2 separate regions of the Mus musculus genome follow, and region 1 is linked to region 2. The links are chromatin contacts, called in public HiChIP or PLAC-seq maps. All regions are on one chromosome and are shown on one strand. Each heading gives the region's core, a stretch centred on a gene start, on an enhancer-like site or on the middle of the called end of the contact. The rest is flanking DNA. Distances are from core to core; before and after follow the strand shown.

What was found. HiChIP or PLAC-seq counts read pairs in DNA pulled down with a chosen protein or histone mark.
Region 1: an H3K27ac HiChIP or PLAC-seq map of bone marrow-derived dendritic cells shows a contact between it and region 2, with 7 times the contacts expected there. The contact joins the enhancer-like site here to the promoter of Plxna1 in region 2. A contact is called at or near these places in 1 of 39 promoter capture datasets (the 3T3-L1 cell line), 12 of 484 Hi-C or Micro-C datasets (bone marrow-derived dendritic cells, bone marrow-derived macrophages, colon epithelium and 7 more), 11 of 115 datasets of contacts at active chromatin or transcription factors (CD8 T cells, bone marrow-derived dendritic cells, bone marrow-derived macrophages and 5 more) and 4 of 9 other capture datasets (adipose tissue, bone marrow-derived macrophages, liver and 1 more).

What each region holds. Positions count from the first base shown.
Region 1 is chr6:89,420,121-89,426,759 of GRCm38.p6, forward strand. The region is part of intron 5 of Chchd6 (coiled-coil-helix-coiled-coil-helix domain containing 6); the gene reads right to left. Among named protein-coding and RNA genes, the nearest start is that of Gm52910, 12 kb to the left of the region's middle. Within about 2 kb of position 2,716, at least 134 of the 459 cell types and tissues checked have an H3K27ac peak or open chromatin away from gene starts, as enhancers often do. A contact at or near this core is called in CD8 T cells, adipose tissue, bone marrow-derived dendritic cells and 8 more, where this site is marked.
Region 2 is chr6:89,357,573-89,364,334 of GRCm38.p6, forward strand. It overlaps Plxna1 (plexin A1), which reads right to left and starts at 5,041. Exons shown (of 32, transcript NM_008881.2): 1 at 4,835-5,041; 2 at 1-146. The coding sequence starts at 73. It overlaps Gm40415, which reads left to right and starts at 3,783. Exons shown (of 2, transcript XM_017321867.2): 1 at 3,783-3,826; 2 at 4,013-5,019. The coding sequence starts at 4,172. The coding sequence ends at 4,606.

The DNA.
Region 1 (6,639 bases), core at 1,466-3,965, 60 kb after region 2:
GTGGAATGGCTGTGGTGGAGCCTGCATGGTCTGCAAAGCCTGAAACATCTATTACTTGTAAAGAAGAATGTGCTGACATTGATTTATTCCCATCCCTACTGGACAAATGGGCCATGCTGCCTAAAGAGGTCAAGTGACAAGCCAAAGTCATACAGTGAGCAGCAGTGTCAGGGCTATCCAGTGTCTTGACTCCTAGACTGAGGCATGCTCTGTTGCTTCCCATGATGCACTGTGGGAGGGTCTTAAGGCATGGACCTATCTTCTCTGAAGTTATCCATTACACATATACCTACAGACTCAGGATGGCAGGACAAACCTAGGAGCAAGAACATGCCAGCTGTGTTTGATCCTGGTGTTACAATGTGATTTTCAGTAAGTTGCTTAACTTGTTAGTCACTTCTGGTCACACAGGCCTAGCCTAACACTTTCCTTTTTCTCTAAAGCTCTGACATCTTCGTTTGCTCCCAGAGAAGACTGATACTGACATCCTTTCAGCCTCAGGCCTTTGCACTCCAGGTGGGAGTATTCAGATCCATGCAGTTGGTCAGACAAATAGACTGCAGGGGAAGGCCACATCTGGAGGCTGAGACAGGGTGGGTTAAGTGGGCCCTGTACAGAGGTGTAGGGTAAGTGGTCAGATGTCTTGAGTGGGGTATGAAGCCAGTAACAGATGCCTTTGTGTGGCCCTTTGTGGATGCCAAGGTCAGGTCCTTTGCACAGCAATGTATTCACTCCTGATAAGGGACTCTTGGCGTTTGAGATGAGCAAACAGCTTCAGGCTCATCAGTCCTTGCAATAAACTGACATGACAGTGAAAGGACTCTGGACTCTTAGGGCTGGACCTCCTTGCACATTTGTCAGGCTCCACCTGGCTCTACCTACCTGCTGAAGAAAAGCAACAAGCCAGTCCCTGGATGGACAGGAAAAGAGAAGTCTGAATACAGGTTGCCAGGAGAGCACATTATGTGGTGTGGAACCCGATTAGGTCTATAGGGAAGGGAACTAAGGCAGAGAACTTCCTCTAGGAGACTAGGTGAACACAGGTCTGGGCTGGAATCAGGCTCCACCTTTATCCGCTCTCTGAGATTTCCACTGTCTACAGTCTCAGGCAGGATTGGTGGGAGGTCATCATGAAAAGGAGACTCTTGCAGGAGAGCTTAGGAACACAGAGTCCCTGGCGGGGAGGCCCAGGAACTAGAAGGTGGAGCAGGTCATCTAGCTTATCCCTTCTAGTTTCCTCTCTCCACACCAGGGAGCCTTCTCTAAGGCATGCCAACAACTTCAGTACACAACAGGCATGAAATAAACACAAGTCTTCCTCACAGCCTGGCAGTAGAAGATCTATATTAATGGCACACTCGGGAAGCTTTCTGCTTCTCCTCTGAGTCCTTGCGCTCACATCCCTGCTTCAAATGGTGTGACATTCCCTGATATGGCTGTCGTGGCTGAGGATAAAGGCAGAGGCAACCTGATCAGTCTCTCCCAATTCCTCTAGCACATGTTCCTTTGTGACCACTGGGCTTCTGGTGGAGCCTCCTGAGGATGTGGCCTGGCTCATGGGCTCACAGTATGACAGCACTTTGGTGTGTACTGGCCGCAGTCTGTGGTAAACCACTTACTTCCTCTAAGCTTTGATTTCTTAACTGCAGAGTGAGAGAAAAGCACCCAGATCTCCCCAACCCACATACACCGTAGAGCTTCTGAAGCCACAAAGAACCTCGTGTTCTTTCCACAGACGTGGGTCTTTCTTCCTCATAAAAAACCCACCCAACTCTTTTGAGTTTCTTTTCTTCTATATGTGTTCACGGGTCAGATCACAGGCTTCCAGGCCCAGTCACTTGCTGAGTCCCTCTCAAAGAGAGGACTCAAAGGCTGAGATGGGGCCCATGTACTGTGGGCAAGCAGAAGAGGCCTAGAGCCATTGCTCTGTATGGTAGGCAGCATGCATCTGTCCCAGGGGACATAGAGCCAATCATGTGGTCAGTAGGATTTGTCATAGGAAGTGTCCACAGGCCAAGAAGTGGTTACTGCCACCCCCCCCCCCCGTAGCTTCCTCTATTTTCCTCATGATGACTCAGTGAAAATCCCCCATTGGTCCCATCCTGACTGCCGTGCAGACCCATGGCAGTGGGCTGTGTAACAACCACTGGCCCAGAAGCACAGGAAAGGTCTCCAAGCCACAACAGAGGTTCATTTGTCCATGAGCCCCTGGTTCTCCAGCCTTCCTCATTAAGGACAAGGATCCTGTAGACTACAACTTGTCATAATTGTGGGCTTCTTAAGGACTGGTCAATTTGTTCATCCTGAGAACACTAGGAATGGGGGTGGGATCCAAGTCAACTGGAGCCTGTGCTCTGGCCATATGGATGCTCAGACACCACAATGTCACAATTACAAATGGGCATGAGGCCAGTATTTTGAGCTGTCAGAATACCTACCAGAGCAGCCTGTAAACTTGATCAGACAGTCTTCTTGGGAACTGATACCTGAACTGAACCCAACCAAAGTATTTCTCTCGCTCCCCCTCTCTGCCTCTGGTGGTTCCAACAATGGAGTCCACGGTCTAGTTCATGGCAGACTAGCACTCAACTTTACAGCACAATTTTTGTCACATCAATATTTTCAAAAGTGAAAGCAGGCCAGGGGTTATAGTGAGTGGCAAGCATGCTGGGGCTTGTATCCTGGCCCCACCCATCTCCTTCCTACTTCTGGGTGAGGTCATGGTACACTTGTGAGCACCTTGTGGGCAAGTACTTTAATTAGAGAGCATTCTGTGAGGCACGCTGTGAGTGGGCACTCTGAAGGACCACACTGAAAGCACACCCTGTGAAGGAGCACCTTGTGAGGGAGCACAGTGGGGGGAGGGCTCTGTGAGTAAGCCCTCTGCACCTCAAGTCAAACAGCTCCTACCATGTCCTCTAGGCCAACAAATTCTCCTACCGTTGTAAACAGTGCTGAGGAGAACAAGTGCCTACCTGCAGCTCTGTGTGTGAATGAGCCTATCTACAGAGAATACTCTAGAAGTCAGGGTCTTGAGACAAAGACTGCATTTATTTCTAATGAACTGTAAAGGATAAGAAGATATGAGCCAAACAAGGAGGAGGACCCATGAAGAGAGAGAACATGGGTGTCCAAAGGGCAGTGCAGGTACATGAGGGGAGCAGAGACTGTCAAACAGTGGGATCAAGGGCAGGGAGGGCTAAGATACTCAGTGGGTGCAGCTGACTCAACTTCAGGCTCAGAGCCTGAGTTCCAATGAGGGGTGAATAAAACCCTGGCTTTGTTTGTTTTGTGTTTTTTGAAACAAGGGTTTGTTTTATAGCCCAGGCTAAACTGGAACTCATTATGTAGATAATACTGGACTAAGAGTCACAGTGCTCTTCCTATCTCAGCCTCCTGAGTGCTGAAATTACAGTCCTCAGCTACTATGCCTGTCTGTTTAAGTGAGGGAATAGCAAAGCAGTACTGTTTTTAAAAGACTGTGGCAGCTGTGGACAATGGAGTCCCATCTTTCTGGAGGGGTCATCAGCACTGGAGGGTCCTGGACTGCCCAGGACCTGGGAGCTACAGTTACCACAGAAGCTCACAGGCTTTCTGACAGCTCTCTGATGGGCCTGCACTGTCCGCACGTCATCTGTGCCCACCATCATGAACTGATAGTTTTGGAGACTTTTCTTCCCATAGAGTCCTCAGGTTCCCACTTCTGGAATGCCTTTTCCTCTGCTCTAGACAGCTGCCCCTCCTCCGCTGCCTGCAGCTGCTTCTTGAGCACATCTGAAGGCAGAAGACCTGATCTCCATTAATTAAATTTGCCATTAAAAATTAAATAATGTGAGTAAGAAGGTGTGAGCATTATCTCTGTGGGTTTCAAAAGTCGCAGTGTTTCTTCAATTACTTCCCAAGCAGTTTTCATATTTCATACTGTCTGATTTCTCCAAGGGCCTGGATTTGCAAGATCAAAAGAGAGTGTGAGGGTGAGAGAAGCAAGGTGGGAAGGCGGGAAGGGGAGGATAGCATCAAAACATGTCGTGGGCAGGAGAGATCGACCTGCTATCCCCAGGCAGAGCTAGGAGAAGCAGCAGAATGGAAAGATGTAGGGGCACAGAGGTTGGCAGCAAGTCTCCCAAGTGCAGGTCAGGGTGAGGCCCATGTGTCCATGTATATGACAATGGATATGGAAACAAGAGCTTACCCTATATGCCTGGAAAAGAGCTGCTCCTGGGCCAGAGCCCTCAATACAGATACCTAGGCCAAAAGCATTCAGGAATGATCTACTAAGGAAAAAGAAAACAGGGCTGGGTGTCATGGAGACCCAGCTTGAGAAGGGTCATAGCATTAGAGAGAACTCAGCTGATATCACTATGGAGAAACCATGCAGGGCCATGTAGGAACAGAGTGGGCTTCTGGTGTTCAGGTCAGGACCTCTCCTCCTAGTGTGTGTCCTGGGCAAGACTTGCATTGCCATGTCCTCTCCTCTGTACAGTAAGATGATGGAGTAGTCAGCACAGGCTGGATGGGAGTGGGGGCAGGGCAATGCATTATAGAATTACACAATGCCTGGCACACACTGGACACTCAATAAATGTTTTAAGAACTTAACAAACAACGCTCACTTTATGCATATGAACCAACAAGGCCAGCAGAGTGTGGAAGAATTCTGAGAGCTGAGGAGTGAAAGAAGGCTCATCATAGGGCTTTTAGTCTCATTTGCTCATGGTCTATCCCCAGAGCCTGTGAGAGGGCCTGATACAAGAATTGCTGAATAAATTAAAACCAAGGCCAGAACCATAAGAGTGATGCACAGGCTAGTTAGGAGGAAGACAGTTCCTAAGCTCCAGCTCTGCACTGGGTCTGTACTCATAGATTTAGCAGGCTACTGCAGACCAACTTGGGGTAGCACATGGTATGACCAGGGCACAGAAGACTAAGGCATGGCTTGGGGAGGGCAGGCAGATTGAAGCTCAGGGACTTGGATTCCTGCCCAAGTGGTGGGAGTATTTTAACACAAGCTGTGGGAGGATGCAAGAGGCAACAGTCACATGTGTGCTGGCCTTAGCAGCAATATACACAGAATCAATATCCAATGGGGGTGAGAAATATGTCTCCTCAGAAGGTTCACTGGTCTTCCTTGGCCAGGCACTATTGTAGGGATTGCCCAGCAGGCCAATTTGATTCCCAGAAAGCTCAGAAGAGTTATTCTGAGGTAAGAACTTAGCAGATGAAGAAACTGAGGAGGCCCAGAGAGGCAAAGGGACAACCAAGGTGAAAGGACAGGAGGTCAAAGAGCAGGGTGGGACAGGCCAGAAATGGATGCAAACATGTCCAACACACCATAGTTCCAACACACCACTTGCTTCTTTTGTACATTCAGTAAGCATATATTGGGTGCTTGCTATTTGCCAAGGCTTGCCCTACAAGCAGTGAGCACAGCAGGCAAGGGGATGAAGTCCTTGTTCCACAGAGCTAACAGTGTGGATATGGAAGAAGTAAACAGATAATTTCACTCAGTGTCAATGCCACTTGAAAGATCACACCAAAAGCTTAAGGGGCTATGGTTTTCATAAGGTGTCAGGGAAGGCCTCTCCCCCTGCCTGGCCACCTCAGGCAGTCAGCTAACTGACATGAAGTCAGGGCTTGGGCAGGGTCTGACAGGGTGACTGTACTAGGTGAGTTCTTGATAAAACAATAAACACAGACAGCCTTTCAAAGTGAGGCGAATAGATATTGAAGGTCATCCAGGGATGACCACAAATGCAGAACCTGTATTAGGGACAGGAAGAAGCCACTGGAGGCTGTACTATGAGATATGGCACCAGAGATCCCTTTTAGAAGGATCATGGGCAGTATGTAGCAGCCTAAATGGAGAGCAGTGGAGGCAGCCTGGCTACCTGGAGGCTACTGCAGTGGCCTTGGTGAGAGGGCCAGGTCACTTATTGGTGGGCAAACCATCTCTGTGGCAGTGATGAAGAATGAGGCACAGATCTTTGCCTTGGTTGGTGGAGATGGCTGAAATTGAGGACAAAGCTGGCATTTTTGGCAGGTTCCACTTTTAAGTATTGGATGAACCTGGAAAGCCTTTGTGTTCTTATCAGTACTATATCTGACTACACCCTGTTTGTTCCCTTTCTCTGTCCTTCCAAAAGTATCGTTCTACAAAGCCTCCTCTCTCCCACACCCCTACCCCTGGTGTTTTTATTACATTCCTGCACTAGAGAATGTCGCCCTCCACCCAACTCCTGGAGATTAACTGTCAATTATCACTGCTTCCTGCCCCTGGGGTCTCCATGTCAAGTTGCAGCTGAACACGTAAGATGGCTTTGCCTCCAGATCATCTGAACTCTTTTCCTTTCCCACGGTGCTCTTCTCATTCACTCCTCACCGTGGTAAAGTGGGCTATTACAGACTGCACTGCATGCAGATGTCTTTGCTGTCCCCTGTGGTTGCATCCTCTGCCTCCAGCTCACCATCCAGGCAGTGGTAAGAGCAGTCTTTACAGGCACTCTGGGCTGGGAACTTCCAAAGACTCCCAAGGATCCCCGCTGGAGTCAGGGCCTCTCCTAATGACCCTGGAACTATTCTCAGTCTCTGTGCACCACTTGCAAAGCCTTACTTATTCTTGAAGCCTCCAGGATGTTCTAA
Region 2 (6,762 bases), core at 3,791-6,290:
CTATCCACACACCCCTCAGCAGCAGCAAGAGCAGCAGCAGCAGTGTCCGAGAGCTCAGAGGTGGCAGTGGCATGGTGGGCTGGGGCCTCAAGCCAAAGTATTCAGGTCCTATAGGGGCGAGCATCATGGGATTGGGTTTCTTGGCCCTGGGAAGCACAGGGAAAAGAGGGTGTGAGTGTGGTGCTGCCCACATATGCACAGGGCATCCACGCACGGCCTCCTCATTCTCTGAGCTATTCACCTGTGTGTTTGCCGCCGTGCTATGCAGATGCCTCCAAAAAGACCCTCTACCACAACCCACACAGATTAGAGCAAAGAAGGTACTTTCATGTCCTGAGACACAGAGGCAGCAAGAGTGAGCCAAGTGTCACAGGCATGCAGCAGTAGCACAGGATACCTGCCTAGCAGCAGGGTGCTCAGCTACAGCCCGTGCTTTGCCACCCTTGGCAAGACAAGAATGGGCCCAGGAACACAGCAACTTCCAAGGGTCTGGGGTATATATGACCCTGACCCAGAGCCTGCCCATCCCCTAATAAGGATCAAAATCCTTCAAAATCCTCAATCTCAAATGGGTGACATGTTTCCTGCATCAATGTCCCACCAAAACTGGGCAGAAATAGGCTGTAATTACACATATGCTCTCCCCACAGAGTGCCAGTTGCTTCGATGCACCATTTGGCTTAGGGTAGCCATGTTCCACACTATTACATACCCTCCAATGTGTGGACTGCTCCCGAGACTCTAACCAGCCCCCAGCGCAGCATCCACACCCACAAGGGCCAGAGAGTGTCCCCCCCGCCCCCCCCACGCAATAGTTCTAAGCTTGGGTCAGGCTAGTCTGGGCTACTTTCTATGGGATCTTGACCCTGGCATTGCTCCCTGGCTGACCTTGGCCCGATGTCTTACAAACTCCAAGGCCAGCACTTTAAGGACAGATCTAGAGGCAGCAGCTCCCACTAGAATCCCCACATCCCCATGCAGAGGACACTCCCCATGATGCCTCCTCCCAGGTACTCCACCCTCACACTGGACTCTAAGCAAAGAAGACTTCCAGAGAGATTCAGGGTTTCCTAAATTCCAGCCCTCAGCCCACGCCTGGTTCCTCCACCATGTCCACCCACGGCCATGATACAGTTTGGGCCACTTTTTAGGCCTGCACTGCCTCCCAAACTTTAGCATGACACCTCAAATCCAGCTGTATACCCACTGTCCCTGGAAGGTGTCACCTTCCAGGACGGAGTAGTGTTTGTTAAATGTAACTGCCCTAATGGAGACAATCCTTTTTCCTCAGTTTCCCTAGCTGCCAAAGGAATGACAACACTTGTTTCAAACTGGATGAAACAGTTTGAAGATCATGTACTGATTGACAGGTGCTTGCAGGCGCCACACTCTTGAGGACAGAAGGGCCACAGAGCCTGCCCTGTGGGCTTGTGGCCGGGGGTCTTACCCCACTCCTTGGCTGATATCTGACCATGGAAGTGTTTAGTGTGGTGAGTGGGCAGTCGGCCAGTATACACAGCTTCTTTATACTCCCACACATGCCCTCCCCCACAGCCCCACTCACAGCTGGGAACACCGAGGCTTAAAGATGGTGCCTTCTGTAAGTCCAGGTGGGGAATTAGCCAGAGGCAGGAAGACAGTCACAGGTGCTCAGCCCTTACTCCTCTGGTCAGAGTCTAGAGCGCAAGGCACCTTGCTCTGCTCTGCCCCCACACCTGCTCAGGTAACCCTGAGATGCATCTTCTGATCTGCTTGCACAGGCAGTAGCTGGCAGCACGCAGGTGCCTGTCTTAATCTGTGGCATAGGTCTGGCTAGTGGCTCTGGCTTACTTATTGCTCAAATGTTCTCCCAAAAGATCATAAGCTGGGTGCAAATAGGTCACACTCTCTCTCCAGAGCCACCGGGCCCAGGCAGGTTCAGCAAACACTGTGATTGAGTGAGAAAGTAAGTAAAGACACTAGGAGTGGCCAGGCCTGGGCAAAGCTATCCTCAACATACATGCAGATAGGGAAACTAAGGTTCAGGGCAGCAAAGAGTGTTGGCCTAAATCCCAGGGCAAATGCAGGGTGGTACTTCCTTGCAGGAACTCTCCTAGCAGACTGTCAGCTGCTTTATACCCCCAGACCAGCAGCCAAGAGGAGCCTCCACAGGCAGCCAGAAGGGGAGCACACCATCGGCCTCCCACCCTCAAAACCAAAGCAGACTAGAGAGCAGGTTGCTTGCAGACAAAACGGGCCTGGGCTGAGCACTGAGTCTATGTGAACTCTAAAGAAAACATGAATCACTCACCGTTTATCAGTTCAAAGCAGGCCTGCAATTACCAGGGGCTGGGCTCTCCCCTCCTCCGGGATAATTATACACGTCTTAATGCAATTACGGGCCCTACTTTTTATATTAAACAGGAGGGACCTGGCTGAAGAAGCCACCATCCAAACCCCAGCCTGGCCCTGGGCCCACTCCCCCGCCTCCCAACAGAAGCTGCTGGGAAGGGATTGGCCCGGGGGTACAGGGCTGCCGTCCAGGAAAGAAGGGGATCCCAAGCCTACACCTACCATGGCACAAAGACTAGCAAAGACGCCTGGGCTACGTTCCCCAGATACAAAGACTCAGGATCCAGACAGATCCAAGGTCACACAGCCAGCCCTGACAGAAAGGAAGCAGAGCTGCTGTGGAGACCCTGGCAGCACAGGGTCCCGCAGAAAACAATGTTCCCCTGAGAAGCATGGTCTGATACTGCCTGCTGAGCTAGGCTAGGGGAGGGGAACAGACAAACTCTGGGTTCTGCGAGCTGCCTGGCCACTGTAGCCTACAGAAACTCCCAGGTGGTGCCTTTCCACCTGCTCTACAACAACCAGGTCCACTGGATGCTGGTGGGGTGGGGGTCGGCATGGACCTGCTGGACACGCAGATGGGAGCACTACAAACGGCCATAGCTCCCTGATCCGGACGGACAAGTGAGAAGTCAAACAGGAGGGCCATGGTGGTGCTGGGTGTGTGCAGCAGGGACCAGGAGAGAGAAGCTGGGCTTGCAGATGCGGCGGGGACTCTGCCAGGGGCCACGCTGGAGCAGGCCTCCAGTGGACTGCAGAGAGCTGGTACTCTGCTCTCTCCCAACTCTGAGTAACACTATGGTTCTTGCTCAGAAACAAAGCCCTCAAAACCCTCACAGGAGGACAGCTTGCTCCCTGTGCCCTGCTGCTCTGGAGCCTTATGGTTGTGGACAGGCCGGTCTTACTGACATCTCACCTAGTGGTTCCCCATCAGCGGCAAGAGAAGGATCTCCCTGCCTTGTCACCCTGCCCCACCCTGTGGGAGGTCATAGGAGTTGGTCTCCAACGGTCTACTCTCTACATGGAGGCCCTGGAGTCGTGCTCTCCAGAAAGGGTGCAAGCTTCTAGTCTCCCCTGGGGTCCCACACTCCCGGTCCAGGTGCTCCAAGAGATGTGGCTTTGTCCACCACATCTTGTCTGGTTCCAAACCCAAGAACACATTCCTCAGCCAACACTGACCACACACCCCAAGCCTCCACCCATGCTGTCCTCTGTGCCTTTAGACACCTTCGGTGGGCTCCAAGCTGCCACCTCCCCTCTGCCTGACAGCCTAGCCCTGAAGCAGAGTCCCTGTTTTGCACCTCTGCCTAGGGCACTGGCTGAGTGCTTCCCCGACCCAGCAGACTCTTGGCCAGCCTAATGCAGCACTACCTCCTCCTGCTCACCCCCAACAAGCAATGGAGCTGGAAAACTGGGGGTGCTCTAGGAGGGCTGGAGAAGCACAGGATAGCACCACCCTGATGGGACTGAAGACCCGCAGCACCTGCTGGAAGAGGTAGGTAGCACCAGGAGCCAGAGCCAGAGGTAGGAGCCTGGCAGAGGGGCAGAGGCTCAGTTCGTTCCCATCCCCCCCCAACACACCCCTTTCTTTCAAGGGGCGTGGCCCCAGCACCCCACCGATGAGACTGAGAGGGCTCCGGCCACCTAGTAGCCTCTCTGAAGCCCTCTTGTATCCTTCCAGGGCAGCACCTGGGATCTCTGCAGGCAGAGGGGGCCTCCCAGGAATCTACACTCGCCCTTCCCTACAGCAGCCAGAGTCAGCCCATCACCGCCGCCGTCCTCGCCGTACACCAGGCCTGGGACCGTCCAGGAAGCAAGAGGGGAATCCTCCGGGGAAGGAATGACCCGTGGAGGCCCTGCGCAGGGGGAGGCCGAGGAGGCCCGAGCCGGCGTCCTCTCCGGTGGCACCGCACCGCCCCTTGCAGCCGGGTGGAGGGCCTGCGGGCCTGGGCTGGCTGCGGCGCCCACTCGCGCGCCGGAGCCGGAGGGGGCGGGGGTCCCCACGAAGCCTTGCAACTTCCACCCCACTGCCTCAGGCCGGCCCGAGGCGCAGCCAGGGACCTGCCCCGAATCCCGCGGCCCTGCCCGGGCCTGCCCAGCGCGGCGCTCGCCTGCGGCCCACGTCCCCACCCGCGGCCCGGTCCGACCCGGCGCAACACGGGCCGACATGGGCACCCGCAGGGCCCTTCCCGCGGGGCCACTGCAAACTTTCTCTCCTGCCTGGAGGAAGGGACCGCGACTGCGGCCACAGACATTGCGCCCCCCCGGATCGTAGGGCCCCGGACGTGCTGCGACCCGCCGGGACGCGGCAGCCCATAGCGGAGACCGCGCCCGGACACACGCGGGCGCCCGGCCGGAACCGCAGGACACGCCAGCCGCGGACACGCGCGCCGCAGTCCCCGCGCACACCCCCCTGGCCGCCGCCAGCGCCCCCCGGCCACTCGGGACCCCGGGCCGCGACGAGCCTCCCGCCGCCCGCGGGGAAAGTTGCGCCCCGACTCACCCGCCAACCCCGGGCGCGTCCCGCCGCTGGCCATCGTTGCGCCCCGCCGCTCGCCCCTCTGCGGGGCCGCCCACGCCGCGCAGGCCGCCCAGGCCGAGGCCGCCGCGCCCGGGCTCCGCTCCGCTGCGTGGCTGCGTCGCCGCTGCCCAGCATGAATGGGGCGCTGAGCTCCGCGCGGCTGCGGACCGGCCTCGCTCTCGCCGCCCCGCGGAGCGCCGTGCCGCGCGCATGCGCCGGCCGAAGCCGGGGGGCGGGGCCGGGGGCGGGGGCGGGGGCGGGGCGGGACCCGCGATGGCCTGCAGGGGGCGCTCGGCCCCGCGGCGAGAGCGCGCGCGGCGGGCCCCACCGCTTGCCTTCAAAGGGCGATGGCCACCTCAGCCTTAAAACTCTGGACTGGGGTGGGGGTGGGTGAGGTGGTCCGGGTGGTCCCAGGAGTCGATGCACTCTTTAAGGAGCACAGGCTGGAAGTACAGCTTTCGTGCACGGAAGGGTAAACTGAGTCCGGAGGAAGCACTTGCCCTGGTCCTATTGCTCATCTCTGCCTGCGCAACGATCGCTTAGGTGGGACCGGCACTGCACCCCGCAGGCCCCAGGAGGTGGCGCGTGCCGGGATGCCTAAGCTCAGAGGACGACTGTCCTGTCCGGTACGCGGTCCTGCAGCGGGGCGTGTTAGAACTACCCCAGCAGGATAGAGACCTCGCCGGGTCGATCGCGGGCGCGGGGCTGGCCTGCAGAGCTGGATTGCGCCAGGTCTCGGTCGGGTAGAGAACCTTTCTCAATAAGGTCACCCAGTGCAAGGCATCCAGACCAAAGCAGGCAGCTGTGCGCAGAACAGAACAGAGCAGTCAGAAAAGGTGGTCGTGGGAGGGGCGAAGGCTGACTGGGCACAGCCTGGGGGACCCAGTGCAGCTCATTCGGTAAGGACCATTGTCCGTACTCGTCTCCCAAGCAGTCATCACCCTCTTTCCCTGTGCTCATCCTTGCCTGGTTTTTCTTTGGGTGTGACCGTTTACATTTTGTCTCCCTGAATGACATATTCTTTTGTGTAGCTTGTTTGAGGATGCTATAGAAATGGTGTCCCGCCTTCCTCTCTGATAGGAATGCAGGGTCCTGTGGTCAGTCTTTGCTCTCACTGTGTGGCACAGGCTATTCTGGATAGTTAACCCTCTCTTCTGCTACTGGACTGGAGCCCCCTGCTCTAGACCTTGGTCTTTAGCTTCAACAGACGATGCAAACTTGGTTTTCCCCCAAGTGAAACCCCACCCCTCCACGTGATGGAGAAGTGTCAGCAACAGTGGGAAAGGTAATGGTTTGATTTTGCCAGGCTGAAAGTTGGTGCTGGTTCTTTTTGCTTCTGAATGGCGGTGAGACCCTTCTTCCACAGTTACACTTACCGTCGGACTCCACAGGCACTACATACTGAATGTACAAATCTCTGCTGTGCTGTACAAACCGGGTAGACAGACTGCGCAGGCCCTGTGACCTGCCCAAGCTCCCTCGCTGGTTGGTGGCAGAGCCTGGAGTCTGGCCCAGAGGTGCAGTTCAAACTGTGGGCTTCCTAGTTGCACACCTGTCTGCTTCCAATAGTTGGCTCTGCTTTCCAGTCCACAGCCTTACCTGCCTCACAGATTTGGTAATCCACTTGCAACGCTTTGGGGAGGTTACAGGCAGACTGGGGTTGTGCCTGTCCAGCTGTTCCCTGAGTTGCCTCTGCTCCTTAGCTTCAGAGGCTGACTGCCTCTGCTCACACCTGCCTTTGCCAACCTGTCTTCTGAAGTACAGCTAGGCAGGTGCTCAAGGCTCTTCCTGTTTTGTGACCCACACACAGCGGATAGGTATCCAGAATACATGAAGAACGCCAAAGAATCTACACAAACACGGCTACCATCCCACAGGAGGGGATAGGTGACCTCCGAAAACCTTTTTCT